Regions from separate parts of the Gossypium hirsutum genome. Here region 2 is linked to region 1. The links are chromatin contacts, called in public Hi-C maps. All regions are on one chromosome and are shown on one strand. The core of a region is the stretch at or near the end of the contact, and the rest is flanking DNA. Distances in the headings are between cores, read along the strand shown.

Region 1 (7,798 bases), core at 3,631-6,130:
TAGCATGTGATGATACTGTTCATTCCATCCACCTACACTCATTAACAGTGCCCTTTGCAGGTGATTATTACAGTGTCAAAAGAACATCTCAGAAAACTCCCATGGCATTGTCATCTCATCAACTAGCAACAAAAGCTTGACTTGAGATTCACTAACATTGTTTTAAGCTTAGCAGGAAGGAAACTACTTCTATGAAATGACAGATTTACATGTTTTCAAGTTGAATGTTTTTAACCAATTCAGCATTGTCTGTATGGTGCAGCCATTAAAAGGATCCACTATCCCCACCCTCTCGCAAGCCGTGTACAAGTTATAGAAATCGCCATGCTTTAAAACTAGTTATATATATAGCTAAGTTCCTATATAAATGAAACTAGAATATAAATATAAATGTAAATATATAAATGGATATGTTTATCAGTTATCCTCCAGGTCGTAATGAAATGCAACTGTTTTATACCTAAGCAGTTAGGTGTAGAAGATGTTATAAGTCCACTAGTTTGACTACAAATACATGGGAAATAAAAAGGTCATGGCTAAGCAATTCATGTTAAGAAAAAGGCTCTTATTCATACAATAACAACCTCTATTCTTTTGCTTGAATGTAGTGCAGATGTGTCTCAAGTATAGATATACATAGTTTGAGACTGCAGATGCAATACCAATTTAATCCAGAATGTATGCAAATACATACATACATACATACATACATACATACATACATACATACATACATAGAATCGTTAGGTAGACAGGCATGTTTGTATACGTGACTGCATGCATAGATCCTAAATAGTGCGGCATGCATAGATCCTATAATGGTGCTACATGCATAGATAGTGTTACCATTAACATATATGCACACACATAAACATACGCACATAGTATTTTACATCTCTCAAACTGATGAAACGATGAATATAAACCAAAATATCGATTACCTTGAGGAACTTAGCGAACTATACACTAGAACAGTCTTTAGTCTCCTTAAAATGAAATCTTATAGTATTACTTATTCAGATAGTTACTATGAAAAAAAATTATAGTATTATTTATACTAATTCAATATTTGCACTGCATGTCAATAGAGAAAATTAGATATCATAATTATTTGCATATGCTCCATAATCCGTCATTGTAAAGTTCAGAAATTTATGCTTCTATAAGTAGACCATGTGCAGCAAGGAGATTGCTAAGAAAGTGTGTCCTCACAGTATTCTGCTTCATTTACCATTGATTTGTTACAGTTTAAATGAGCATTCACGCCATAAATCAATCCAAAACGCGTATATACATGTTCATGGTGAATATACATTTCCAGCATTCTATGTCTATATACTGTACTGTCAAAGTGGTTATTTCATGAAGATGTTCAATTAGTCAAGTCAATGAATGGTTCATAATCTCAGAAAAGGAAAAAAATAAAAATCAGAACAATACATGTACAGTTATAGATCAAAACTAGATTGATTTCCATGAAGGATGAGCATTTGCTGTATAGATGCACCAAAAACCAGTCAAACTACTCACTAAAGGCTAAACCAAACATCAACTCTTCTAATAGAGCAGTGACCATATACAGTAAATCGAGTAGATGCCCTTTACAAAGTTAGAGAAATAAATATATCAAAGTGGAAATGCATTTCTCTTGTATGGATCTTTAAATGACATTGATGCCAGCAAGGTTATAATCTGTATTCATGAATGCAATTAAACTAATAAACTATAGAAGGACGAGGCTGAATTCAGTGCATTTTAATGCTTTACTACTGTTTAGTCAATTCTGAAGCCGTATCACTCAGTACATACCAATTACCAATTCAGCATGCGTATATTATATAGCTACATAATCAGTTATTCTCCAAGTGTTACTTGTGGGTCTGAATGCTTAAAAATGCTGATACAATCATCCCAAATGTATATTTAGCCTTTGAAGAGCTATATTTAGGGTGGGTTTAGACCAGCAGCGCTGTGTGTTTAACTTACTTTTTGTCTTACGCTATAGTATCTAATTTTATTACCACAGCTATTTTTACACTAATCGCAAGTAAATGTAACGCCTATCTAAACCCACTCTTAATGTCATATTACTATGTTAATTAAAATTTCCTAGTAACCTGGAGTACCTGATGCTGCAAATCAATGTTTTCTCGTCCCTCATTTCTGGGGAAATCTGTAATTATGTACTAGTTAAAATGGGAATTTTACCAATAAGAACCTATGTAAAAGATTGCGTTCCCATATAAGTAATTTAACCATACATAAAGGCTCTTTAGCCTGGAGCTTTAATTAATACCGTATTAAATGCACTGACAATATTTGATGCCAATATATATATTATATAATATGAAATCTTACAAGTATTGGATGAAGTCCAGTCTCAATAGACCCATCAGTTGGGGGAATCTGAACCCTCTTTTAACACAAGAGAACTTTTTTGTGTGTAGCAGTCCAGACAAGATCATCTGATCATGGCTGTAAAGGGAAGGTATACACGAATTACCAAGAAGTCAAGGAAATTTCTAACTGGCAAACAAATGGGAAGTGTGGTGATATACATATATATGTAGGAAAATTTTCAAAAATTATCAATAAGAATACAGATAATACCTTTTCCAGTGCTGCAACTTTTCTGTGCATTACCTGCAATGCCTGCACCTTAGTTGTTCAGCAGCAACAAGCCAAGTAAATATACATACTATTAGCCTAACATGGAGTAACGAAAGAGATAGGAGAAAATGGAAATTAAATAAAGTTCTTTTTTTAAGGCTATATATATACACATACAACATCTACAAGGCATTACCAGTCAGGGTTAAGGAAGGGAGAGAGAGTATACAGATGATCATAAGATAACTAAACAAGAGAGCAACAAATAATATATACATATATAAGTGTATATATATATATCAAACAAACTGGGGCAAATCCGGGGATGCAGATTGGAAAGGCCAGGGCCTAGTAATGGAAAAATATAAAATAATAAACAAGTTGGGAATATGCTGATATATCTGTATAGGTGTTATACACAATTTTCAACTCCATATTTTGCACCTTTCATCTTTAGCTCTTCACAGATCCCAAACCTCAACTAACTCATGTACTAACACAATATTTAAAAAGAAAAAAAAAGAACTTGGATTGCTAAAAAAAAACTTATCTTCAATATCTTTTCAACCCTCTTTCCTAAATCCAGTACTGCCTGTCGCAAGTTTGATGGCAAAGCAAGAAAAAAAGAGAAAATGGAACCCTTCACTCACTGTGATTTGCTCATCATCGATCATAGATCCAAATCAAAGGACAAGGAAGATTTTCCCTTCTTTGAATATTCAGCTTGCATTCTGGAGAGTGGGAATGGGGTGTTATTATTGGACAATCTTGATTGGAGAGAAGAGGAAGGGAAATAAGGAGAATCATGATCAGAAACTATTGTGGCATGAGGAGAACTCGAGGAAGATTCATCTGTTGTAGGAGTAGGACACTCCATGTTCACCCCAAACAACCTTAGTCTTTTAGCCGCCGTTTTATTACCCTGAACAACTGGTACTGACTCGATCACCATTGGCTCCACTCTTCCTTCTTGCATTGCCCCAATTTGCTGAGGTTGGTGGTGATGATGATGATGGTATGACCCAGATGATGATGACCTCAGATAGTACTGCGACTGCGCCACATTACCGTAAGTAATTGCCTGATGCTGCTGCTGCTGTAGCTGTTGATGCTGCTGTCGTTGATGATGATGGTTATAAGGATATATGCTGTAATTCAAGCGATGCAAAGGCTCATAGCTTTGAGGCAGCGAGTAGATTCCACCCCCCCATCGGACTGACTGAGGAAAGTTGAACTGATTTTGCATCTGAAAATGTGCAAAGGACGTTGGATTGGGTGCATTAGGCCTCCGCCTCCAATCAATGTACAACCGGTGTTTCCCGGACTCCCCAACACCCCGTTGAAACGACACGATGTCACCCGCATCAAGCTTCTTCTCCTTGACGAAACGGCTCCAGCCTTTGGTCATCACATAACTCTGGCTGCTATTCCAGTATGAGTACCGGAACCGCCAAGACTTGCCGTTCCGATCTTCAAAATTCAACAACAACCCTTTCTCATTCGATGAAGAGTCGAGAGGGAAGTACTTCTCCGCATGTTGCTTCGGTATTACCAGGCGGTTCAGCTTGCCTACATCACTTGGTGTTACAACTTTATCAAACATATATTCTTTCTCAATACACCTACTACTTCCAGTATTTGATTCTTCAATGTTATTGCAGCTCCCAAGTGACAAGTCCATCATCTCAAGTTCCTTGTCACAAATTGATAGCAGAAGAAGAGGATGAAACTGGCAACTTGCTGGGAATTTCTCTTATCACTTCCTCTCCTTAATTATTAGAATACCCAAGTTCATAATGATGACCCACATCCACCACCAAAATTTACCTTTTTTTTTCTTCTTCTTCTTTTAATCACACTAGAACCAGATGATATGAACCATAAGCTTGATTGCAAAATGGTGGTTGGGCAGGAAAGGAAAGGAAAAGAAAAGAAAATTAGAAAGCCAAAAGGTGGGTCTAAAGGAAATAAAACTAAAACAAGACCTGGCTTACAAATACTGATTTCTTGGAAGGTATGATTTTCTTTCTTCTAAATCCTTGAAGACCGAAGGAAGCAAAAGACAGGTCCTCTCAGTACAAAAAACAACCGAGGGTCGGTGCCTTCATCTTTGACCCAGAAACAAAACACACCCACACTGAAAGAAAAAAAGAACCCTAGCGAGACAAATTAAAGCCATGGGAGAATCAACAGCAAAGAGTTGTGTGCTCGTGGTTGACCTAAGCTTTTTTTTTCTTCTTTTTTCTTTTGCTGACTCCCCCTAAGCTTCATTTTATGTAAATATTTACCACATTTCCCTATTTCTATTTCCGTTTTTGGTTCATAAAAGAGAGTGTAGTAACTAGTAAATTAAATTATTACCGTATTAAAAGAGAGCGTAGTACAATGATTACATGGAATTACTTCACATACATATTATTTTCATATTGAAATTAAGGGGGGTTTTTTTTTTTATGCGGGCTTCATCATCAAATAATTTTGTTAAATTATGAACTTGAGTTCACATCTAAAGTTTAAAATTTTACTTTGCTGATCTAATAACTGAATCATCTAACATTCTTAAAATAAGAAAGATTTGATCAGATGTAAAGGGTAGGCAAAGGGATTGTTCCCAAAATGATTTTATTTAAAAATTATAAAATGTAAGAATTTATAATTCAATTTTGATATTTTATTTGTCTGTGTTGTAAATTGAAATAAGCAAATAAAGGAATTTGAGTTTATAGTTGCATGGTATTAGCAATTAAAGTTTAATTATTAAACTAAAAAGAAAGCAAAAATGTGAAATTTTAGATGCGCCAAGGATTGAGGTTTTAAGGCAAGAGTTTGATTACAGTTGCACAACAATAGTAATATTAAAAGAGATTTGGGGTAAATACATACTGCAAAGGCAGGGGGCCCATGAATGATAAGGTTCGACTCATGTGAGCTTGTACTTTTCATAAATTTTGGTTTTATATTTTTTCCATTATCCTCTCTGCAAAATGACCCAAATCACCAGTTGGTGTGATGATATTTTTTTAAGTCTCAAAATCAGGATTGTAATGATAAAAGTTAGCCTAGGAATGTCATTTCCCATTTGATCCGTCATTATTATGACTTATTATTGTGGATGCTGTTTGGCATTGTTTACTTTTAAATAATATCATCCCAGCCAGTTAGAAAGAGAGCATGTTTGAGTTAGGTATCAATAAGTTTTTGACTTTTGGTCATTCATTGTGTGCTGCTGCTGCTCCTGCAAAAGGAAGGGGAAAAACAGTTTTACCACCATGTTTACATTCAATTTTTATACTTATCAATTACAAATATCTTGCCTACAACCATAAACTTTTCTTTTGGAATATCAAATTTAGGATCGAATCCAACCCAATTCACTTACCCTTGTATATTTATTAATGATATTACGTTTAACGTTTATATATATATATATATATATATTGTTAATTTAGTTTTTATTCTTTTTTTAACTAATTTTAGTTTTAACCTTTTTTAAAAAATTAATTGTAACTATCAATCTTTTGAAAAGAGTCAAATTCATATTCTTATAATAGGAATACAAATTAAAATGTTAAATTTTTAAAAATGGCAACCAACATTATAATCCACATTTACTTCATGCTTTTTCTTTTGAATTTTTATGAGATTTTTATTTTTATTTTTTAATATTTTTTAATTTTTAAATTATCTGTTGATCTAACATATAAGACAATAGCGTCATGTAGGTTGCCATTCCTACGTTGTTAAAAAAATTAATGTTTTAATTAGTATTTTTGTGAAAGAAAAGTAAGTTAACTCTTCTTCAAAGGTCGGTGAAATTTAACTTAAAAAATATTAATGACCAAATTGTTAGAAAATGTAGACATTATGCACTAAATGTCCTTTAATTTTGTGATATTTTAAGCTTTAATAAGATGTTGTTTAATAGAACTAAAAAATTTAAATGTCAAAAAATTAAGTATTGCGTTTAATTTGTAAAAAATGTTAGATAAACTTTTTTTTTTAAAATCAAGCACCGAATATGATTAGCTTGTTGGATGAATGTAATTTTAAAGGTAAAATAATTAAAGGGTAATGTTAAAAAATGAAATATTAGCTCCTTATCTGCCTATCATTTTTCACATTTTCATTAAAAAATTCTATTTATTAGGGATGTATTTAAAAGAAAAATTAAACCACTAAAGATATTAATTTTTGATTATTTGATTTTTTTAATGGATAATCAAACCATGCCTAAATATCAATATCATCCTTATTCTATCTCTCATTCTTCAATTAATAGATAGATTAATCTAACATAAATATATTAAAATCTATATGGTCCAAATTATATATATATGCTAAATACAACAAGTGGCATCTGTTTTTTGCATTTAATTTATATAATTTTTTAAAGATAATTAAATAAATAATACAGATACATATTATTCAAAAATAAATTATCGTATATTTTATTAAAAAGAAGTGCGACGTATACTATTCAAAAAGAACGTAACTCCTCATATAAGTAAATTTAACAAATAGTAAAATTACATAATATAGATAAAAATTAATTAATTGTTACAATTTTAAAATATGAACAAAGTTTATTACATTCAGTGGGACAAAGGTAAATATAATATTTATTTATTTATTTCAGGTAATGATATTACCATGTGTAAACATTTCTCTTATATGCATGCAAATTGTTCGTAAACTTTTGATTTTGTGTTTTTTGTTTTTTTAAACCTGCCTCTGTCTCCATCTAAGACGGCAAATGCATTTAAGCATTTCAATTGAAAAAAGGAGGATTTGGACCATACTGCAACTATACATTGTGTACTAATGCTAAATATTTAAATGTTGTTTGATACTATTAATGCGTCAACTATTATATAAGCTGTAGGGTGTTAAAGTATGTACCATCTAAAACTAAAGCTAATGCTACAACTTGGATATTTATGTAAATTTTGAAGTGGTTGACTTAGTTCACATGTCCAATCATACCTTTTATTTTATACATTATTCCCACCATATTTTTTATGTCATTAACCCATAATTTTAGTAATTCTTTTACTCTCAATCTCAAAATTTCTAAACAAAAAATATAAATAATAATACTAAATAATTTTAAAATAAAAATTGATCAATTTAAATTTAACTGTTGTTGAATTCATCATTTCATGTTTTATTTATTAATTTAGCATTATTA
Region 2 (7,798 bases), core at 2,853-5,352, 190 kb after region 1:
GGCTAGGTGCTTACCCATCACTTACTTAGCGGAGCATTTGGAGTGCACAACAATTGTTAGAAATGGGAATGGGGTGGTAGATTGGCATGGGTGAAGTAGTCTCAATTTGGCTTAGATGGTTGTGTTGGAAAAATCCTGTTCAAAAAACGACTTTCTGTCACAATGAAAAATTAAAATTTTGAAAACCAAGCTGGTTTGTGATATTTATAATAATAAACTTTTTCCTGGAAATACATTTGCTTTGTGCAAAATGGATCCTAGACGTCCCTAGATTTCAACTGAACAACCTTCTCCGCGATTCTCGTACCACAAATTGCTTCGATTATGGGCTCGAACAATTACGAACCAAACACATAACCAAAAATGATTTATTACTTCTCTCTCAATATAAACCGACAGAATTGTTATTCCAAGAAAATAAAATTTATACTTGAAAAATAAAATTTCTCTACTTTCAGGTTAAACTAGAAGAGGGGGCGGCACACCTTAGATAAATACACTAGGGTTATTGCCCCTCATATTATATCCCCTAATATGTAATATGAGGGGATTTGTGCCTCTCTTGTATTGAATCCAATTATATATGCTTTCTAGACTTTTAACCCAAGATTTTATAATTTAATCCAATCCAATACATGTTTTTCTATTTCTTAAAATAAATATTATTTATTTAATTTAAATTAATTTAAATTAATTTTTCAATTAAATAATTTTTCAACCTAATTTTAATTCTGTAAAGGCACGACAACTTTACTGTAAAAGAATCTATGAGAAAATATATTTAATTTTCATATTTACTAATTTATTTTATTTTATTTTTGAAATTAAATTATTTAATTAAATAATAATTTAAAAAACTTAAATTAATTCTCAAGTCATTTCTATACTCAGTGAAAAAACACATTCATTTGCGAATGTGACTCATTTCTCTAAATGTATCATTTCTATCAATTTCTATTCATTTGGTTCTTTATGCAATTGATTTTTGGTTTCAACGATCTAGCGGAGGGACCAATTGGACATATGTAATTAGGGCTCAAAGATTTTATAATTAAGTTTCAGCTTTTCATCTATTAATTATAAACTTATTTAGTCACGAAGTCATTCCACTATAGTATCGTGACTGAGCTCTCTCTTATTACATTCCATAACAAAAGCTACTCAATTAGTGCTCGTCTAGTGACCTTCTCATAAGTTTGTTACCCTTATAGGATATCCTTAATTTCTTGGGGATAAATCCGTTCTCCTAATATGATTCTATTTTATTTCATAGTAACTAATACATCTTCTTTCATGAAAAGTTAATAACTATCAAATAGTAATCAAGTCATTTACCACAAAGACAAATAAACCGTGACCACATTTACTTTTAATATATCATGTAATGTCGATGAGAGGATATCATTTACCTATTTTTTGGGCTATGAATTTCACTACAATAAATGATGCTACATATTGCATAAGTTGTATACTCAACACATCAACTTTCATTTTCTTATTTATTTGAACTCAAACTTTTACTTACATCAAAGTATACGAGTCACTCATACATAGTTCAACATCCACTAAGGATTAATGTATGTCACACTATGAACGTCACAAATGAATAAATCCATAAAGAGATACATGATCTATTCTACTTGGGTCATTTCCGATATATTATCAGTCTAGTCAATCACATCTATATCTCTATCTTCTGAGAATCATTCGCTCCAATACTCAAGATAAAGTATCTCCTCAATTGGACTTGATAGACGACACATTAGTCTTTCAATTAATTTGTTTATTTTCGTTTATGAGACAAATATTAGAACAAATATACATTGGGTGTCTAATTTGATTAATGCACGGAACAAAACTTGGGATGAGCAGTTTGTTAACTTAGGATTTACCTCTAATGAAACTCGTTAAATTCTGTGTTCCCCTATCAATTACGGTGAGCTAGGATACGTATGCTTGATTGAGGGGAGCAAACTTGAGAATACACAGTACGAGCGGCTATAAGCTTTTGGTAGCAAAGGGACTTGAGGAAAGAATCATCACTAGGTATTCGCAGAATTACAAAGAATTTTACTGTAAAATTTGGAAAGTTCCGTGTCCGTTGGAACTGAAAATTATGTTGTGGAGACTTTTTAAGAATTTGTGCCTACAATGTGTAATTTATACAATAGATGTGTGGAAACTTCCCTCATCTGCCCATTTTGTAATGCTGCGATGGAAACAATAGTGCATGCGATAACAAGTTGTGATCTAGCAAGAAGGGTCAGGGTAGCGTTCAACATTGTCTAGTATACCTCGTAATAAAGTGTGGATTTTCATGACCAATTAGCTCGCTTAGTGAAACAAAGTAATATGAATGAATGCAAAACGATTATCACTATTTACTGGGCTCTGTGGCCTGCAAGGAACAAATGGGTGCATGAACGAAAGAAAGAGACAATTCATGGAATTTCGGGGTTTATTCGGTCCTATATTACTGAGACAAAAAGTGTTGTAAGAGCCATACCTGAGCCACGAGATGGTTATACAAACGAATGAGAGCCACCTGAGGTTAATATGGTCAAGGTGAACTTTGATGTGGGCTTCAGAGCCGCTTCTAATACATCCAGCACAAAGGTGATTGCGGGAGAAAATAGTGGAATGATTTTGAGAGCTTTTGTTCATACAAGTTGCTTCGTTCCCCTTGTCTTTGCCGTTGAAGCCATTGCATGTGTGAAGGCCCTGCAATTTGCAAAAGATATGGGGTTTCAGCGCTTGGGCTTGGAGGGTGACTCTCGGATGGTAATCAAATGGATATCTAACAGCGTGGATCATTCTAGTGTAACTGCTTATATTAATGATACAAGGTCTCTCAACTCCCAATTCTTAGTTTGTAAAGTCAAACATACTTTAAGGGATGGTAATCGGGCGGCGCACCAGCTGGCTAAGGAAGCGTTTGACAGGGAAGAAAGCTTATTTTGGGTGGAGGCGGCTCTGGCAAAGGTACCTGAGATTTGAGTGGCGGATCGATGATAGACTAACTCATTAGACTAGATGCAGGATTAGGTTGAGATGAGGGGTGAAGTGGGAGTATTAGCTCATGGGACGCTGTTGGCTGCACTCCGATGGAACTATATTGAACTTAGCCGGCATTATTTTATTTGGATTTTCACTATTTTGCATGTGAGGGGATTTCCTTTTATAGCTTTTGGAGAAGGGGGTATTTAGTCTATTGGTTTTCTACTGAAATGTGCAGGTGTGAATGATGCACAGCTGTACACATCCTTTTAATGAAACTTTTATAATTAGAAAAAAAGGAATTAATAATATAATTATTACATTAAATATTTGGTTAAGAAATTAATAATAAAATTATTATTCTTCCATCAAAATGATAATGTTAAAGATTAGATATTTTGATTCCATTTTGATTCATGCTTTTATTGATATTTAATAAGTTTCAATTTAAAACAATCTCTTACTTTATTCCTTAAATCACAAACTTTTTTATGTAACAAAAACAATTTTATTAAAATCTTGTTTTTGGTATGTAAACTAATTAGTATTAATTTAATATGTAATCAATAAATATAAAAAAAGTTGATTAATAAATTTAACGGAAGGAACATATTCCTATAATGGAACTGTTAATAGAGATAGAATACCCAAATAACCTTAACAAACATTCCTATCCTCAAATGTAAGATATTTTCGTTTCTCCCAAAATCACAAGATTTTCTCATATGGAATGTGTGAGAAATAAATGCAAACATTTAATTGTAATGAGAAGAAGAAAAAGTGGAGCCGCCCAAAACAAAATTCACCCAATCACTACACCAAAGGCCAATTGGTTTTCACTGTGTCCAACCCACCAAAGGCAAAGTTTCTGGTCTCATAGGATAAAAAAATATTCAGCCTGATCTAAGGGGAATAATTATTCTATTCCCCTGTTATAATTATTTTTTCTTTATGAAGAATAAATCAAACGGCTGAGAATGTTCCATCATCTTTGACCTTCGCAGAAGCTTTCTTTTTTGCTGGGATTCTACCAGTGGACTCCAACTGTTTGACACGTGTCTGTTCTTTTCCATATGCGTTGCTGTTCTCATGTCCTTGGTAGCAAAAAAGAGAACACTTAACATCTCCCCGCTCCCTACGGTAACGCAACTGAACAGTGAAGAGCGTAGTTCCAATAAAACCCTATCCTACCATCCACTCACAAATCACCACGTAATCCGGGAACCCTTGTTGGGTCAAACGTGGCGTTATCATATTGGTTGAAGCACTGTTTCTCTGTACTTTCGAGTTCGGAAAGTTATAAGGAAAAACAGAACCGCCTCCAGTCACAGAAGTTTCTTTGTAAATTGTAAGGAAAGAAACCCATAGTTTTGGGTTTTATTATTATTTTATTATTTTAATTTTGTTTCTCCATCTCTCTTTCGTAGAGAAAACAGAGCTAAAACCCAGAAGAATCAAAGAAAGAGTGGGGGAGGAAAGCAAAAAACTGAGAAAGGCGCACGCTTGAAGGGAGTCAAATAAAAGAGAAACGGAAGATAACAGAATAGGCGTTGATAGACCGTAGAATCTAAGAATCACACATAAAAGTTTTGGTGGGGTTTTATGTTTTTTTTCCCCTTCAATTTTCTGTTTCACTTTTTTAAATGAATCCCCTTCCTTAACTACACTTCTTGCGTGTTTCCTGCGGTCTATCTACTCTTAATCTGTGTCTTCACTCACTCTTTTTTCTTCTCTCTGTTTTTTTTTCTGAATCTTTATAAAAACTATTGCTTTCTTGCTCTTCTTTCTGGGTTTTTTTTTATAATTCTTCTTGCTCTTGGTTCTTTTCCCTTTTTTTGTTTTTTTTAAGTGGGATATCCGAGTTCTGGGCAATTTATTGATGGAGGAAGAAGGTAGGGTTTCTGGTGGCAATGGGTCATCTTACTGGCTGGATGCTTGTGAGGACATATCATGCGACTTGATTAGCGATTTTGTTGATTTCGATGCTCCTATAGTTCAAGACTCCGTTGACAATACTTCCAATCAAGATTTCTTTGGAGGAATTGATCACATTCTCGATAGCTTCAAGAACGGCGCGGGACTTCCTCCGGTGGGAAGTAACGGTGATAGCTCTGTCGTCAATGGAAATGGAATTCACGACCCCGTTGCTGGAGATGGATGGTCTCCCAATGAGCTCTCTGGGGTTTCCAAGGATTTACCTGACAACTCAGTTCCGCCATCTAATGGAGTTGAAAAAAAGATTGGAAGCAAAGGGCAGGAAAAAAGCTGCGATGATAGTAATTCCAGTTTATTTGATTATTCTAATAAGGATAATGGAGTTCATCGAGACGATAAAAGGTCATCCGAGTCGAGAGATAGGGGTTTAGATAGTGAAGAGAGGTGTAGCAAGAGGGCTCGTGCGAATGGCTGCAAGAGTGATAGGCAGTATTCTAGTAGAGGTCAATATTATCCCCGGGATAGGGAGAGATGTTCTGCTAGGAAAAGGGTTCGAGATTGGGATGAAATTGATCGGAGAGATAGAGAGCATGTTAGGAGAAGAGAACATTATTATGGTGGCAATAGGAGGGATGGGAGAGAGAGAGAACCAAGGGGTTATTGGGAGAGGGATCGGTCAGGGTCCAATGAGATGGTTTTTAGGCTGGGTACTTGGGAAGCAGATCGGCAAAGAGAAGGGAAGGTGGCTAATGACAAAACTCCCGAGTGCAATGGAAAGATGGAGAAGAAAGTTGAGCAGCCGAAGGAAAAACTCTTGGAGGAGCAAGCTCGTCAATATCAATTGGATGTTCTTGAGCAGGCAAAAAGGAAAAACACAATTGCATTCCTTGAAACCGGGGCAGGGAAGACCCTCATTGCTGTTCTCCTCATGAAAAGTATTTCTGATGATTTACAAAAGCACAACAGAAAAATGCTCTCTGTCTTTTTGGTTCCTAAAGTTCCACTAGTTTATCAGGTAGTCAAATTTATAGAATGTCAGTGTTCTTTTAAGATTTGATTGGTTCTGTTGTTTCCAGGTTCAGTTTATTATTATTTTTTATTTTCCATTTTCAGCAAGCTGAAGTTATTCGCGAGAGAACTGGTTTCCAAGTCGGTCATTATTGTGGGGAGATGGGTCAAGATTTTTGGGATGCTCGTAGGTGGCAGCGCGAGTTTGAATCAAAACAGGTAGCTTCTCAATTTCCTTTTGTGAAAATTCCTGCTTTACTGTCATTTGAGCTTTTCTAATGTTCCAAGTAATTTCCTTATTGTAATGCTAGTCGGCACTAAAGCACAATGCGGTACGGTACTTTAGTAATTTTAAGATATGACATTATAATGAGCGATACAAAAGTGTTTCTGTATCCAGTCTTTGGTAACACTTTTAGTAAACTCAGCTTTACCTAGTTAGTTTGCTCGTAAATTACTTAGGATAGATTTTTGAACCAATGTCCTTTTGCTCAATTTTGTTGAAGGAACGGGATGATGTTGATATAGCTTTCAAATTCTAGCAAGATCCTTAAATGTCTACTTGCCAGAACTGGGATTTAGTTGAAATATCAGTGATCCACCCTTTGTCATGTCCTAAAAGGAAAAGAGGGAAAGCATAACAAAGCTTTAAATTGAAATATGGTTCTCGACCATTAGCAAGATCCTTATATGCCTAATCTATAGAGTCGGAACTGAGTGGAGCTATTAATATTGGTATACCTTTATCACATTCAGCACCCTTTATTTCTTTTTTACTCTTTTAACAAGGTATTATGAGCTGATAAATTCTTGTCTATCTGTATGTAATTGAACAATCTTTAGTAGGCTGTCTAGCATAGATATCCTCAAATGGTTGTATCTTTTTGAGTCTTTGGTAGCTGTTCATTTGCATATATGACTCTTGTCTATATGTCCATAAGATTCGCTCATTTGATGTCTTTCTTGCAGGTTTTGGTTATGACAGCTCAAATTCTGCTGAATATTTTGAGACACAGCATAATTAAAATGGAATCAATCAATCTCCTTATCCTGGACGAGTGTCATCATGCTGTGAAGAAACATCCGTATTCACTGGTTATGTCTGAATTCTATCATACAACACCAAAGGAGAAGAGACCTTCTGTTTTTGGAATGACCGCTTCTCCTGTTAACTTGAAGGGTATATTTTTGTTTTCTGGTAGTTGTCTTCTTCAGATTTATCTCTGTTTGAGACCAAGGGCGGTCTCTCTTTCAAAATTTTCTTTCACTTGATTATAAGAAAGTTTCCCCCTTTAACTCATATTTTGAAATGTTATATTCAGGTGTTTCAAGTCAAGTTGATTGTGCTATAAAAATTCGTAATCTAGAAAGCAAACTGGATTCTGTAGTCTGTACCATCAAAGACCGCAAGGAACTCGAGAAACATGTGCCAATGCCTTCAGAAGTTGTGGTAGAGTATGACAAAGCAGCCAGTTTATGGTCCCTCCATGAACAAATAAAACAAATGGAAGCAACAGTTGAAGAAGCTGCACAATCAAGCTCTAGAAGAAGTAAATGGCAGTTCATGGGAGCTAGAGATGCAGGAGCCAAGGAAGAGCTTCACCAAGTTTATGGTGTATCTGAAAGAACAGAAAGTGATGGAGCTGCTAATTTGATACAAAAGTTGAGGGCTGTTAATTATGCACTGGGTGAACTGGGCCAATGGTGTGCTTATAAGGTATCATATGTGTTAAGTAATTAAGGTTACCACAACTTTTTCTTATTTTCTTGGTTGTGCAGAAATGATCTTGGTTGTTTCCTTTCATTTCCTTTCTTTTTCAGGTTGCACAATCTTTTCTGACAGCTTTGCAAAATGATG

What was found. Hi-C and Micro-C count contacts between places; a contact is called where the count stands out from the background.
Region 2: a Hi-C map of leaf shows a contact between it and region 1, with 2.3 times the contacts expected there. The contact joins the promoter of LOC107954417 here to the promoter of LOC107954416 in region 1. A contact is called at or near these places in 5 of 34 Hi-C or Micro-C datasets (hypocotyl, leaf, petal and 1 more).

Annotation. Positions count from the first base shown.
Region 1 is chrD07:21,761,297-21,769,094 of Gossypium_hirsutum_v2.1, forward strand. It overlaps LOC107954416 (B3 domain-containing transcription factor NGA1), which reads right to left and starts at 4,881. Exons shown (of 4, transcript XR_005915789.1): 1 at 3,261-4,881; 2 at 2,611-2,652; 3 at 2,359-2,475; 4 at 1-2,173.
Region 2 is chrD07:21,952,597-21,960,394 of Gossypium_hirsutum_v2.1, forward strand. LOC107954417 (endoribonuclease Dicer homolog 1) reads left to right here and starts at 4,103. Exons shown (of 21, transcript XM_016889963.2): 1 at 4,103-4,345; 2 at 4,425-5,947; 3 at 6,046-6,159; 4 at 6,910-7,120; 5 at 7,263-7,657; 6 at 7,762-7,798. The coding sequence starts at 4,877.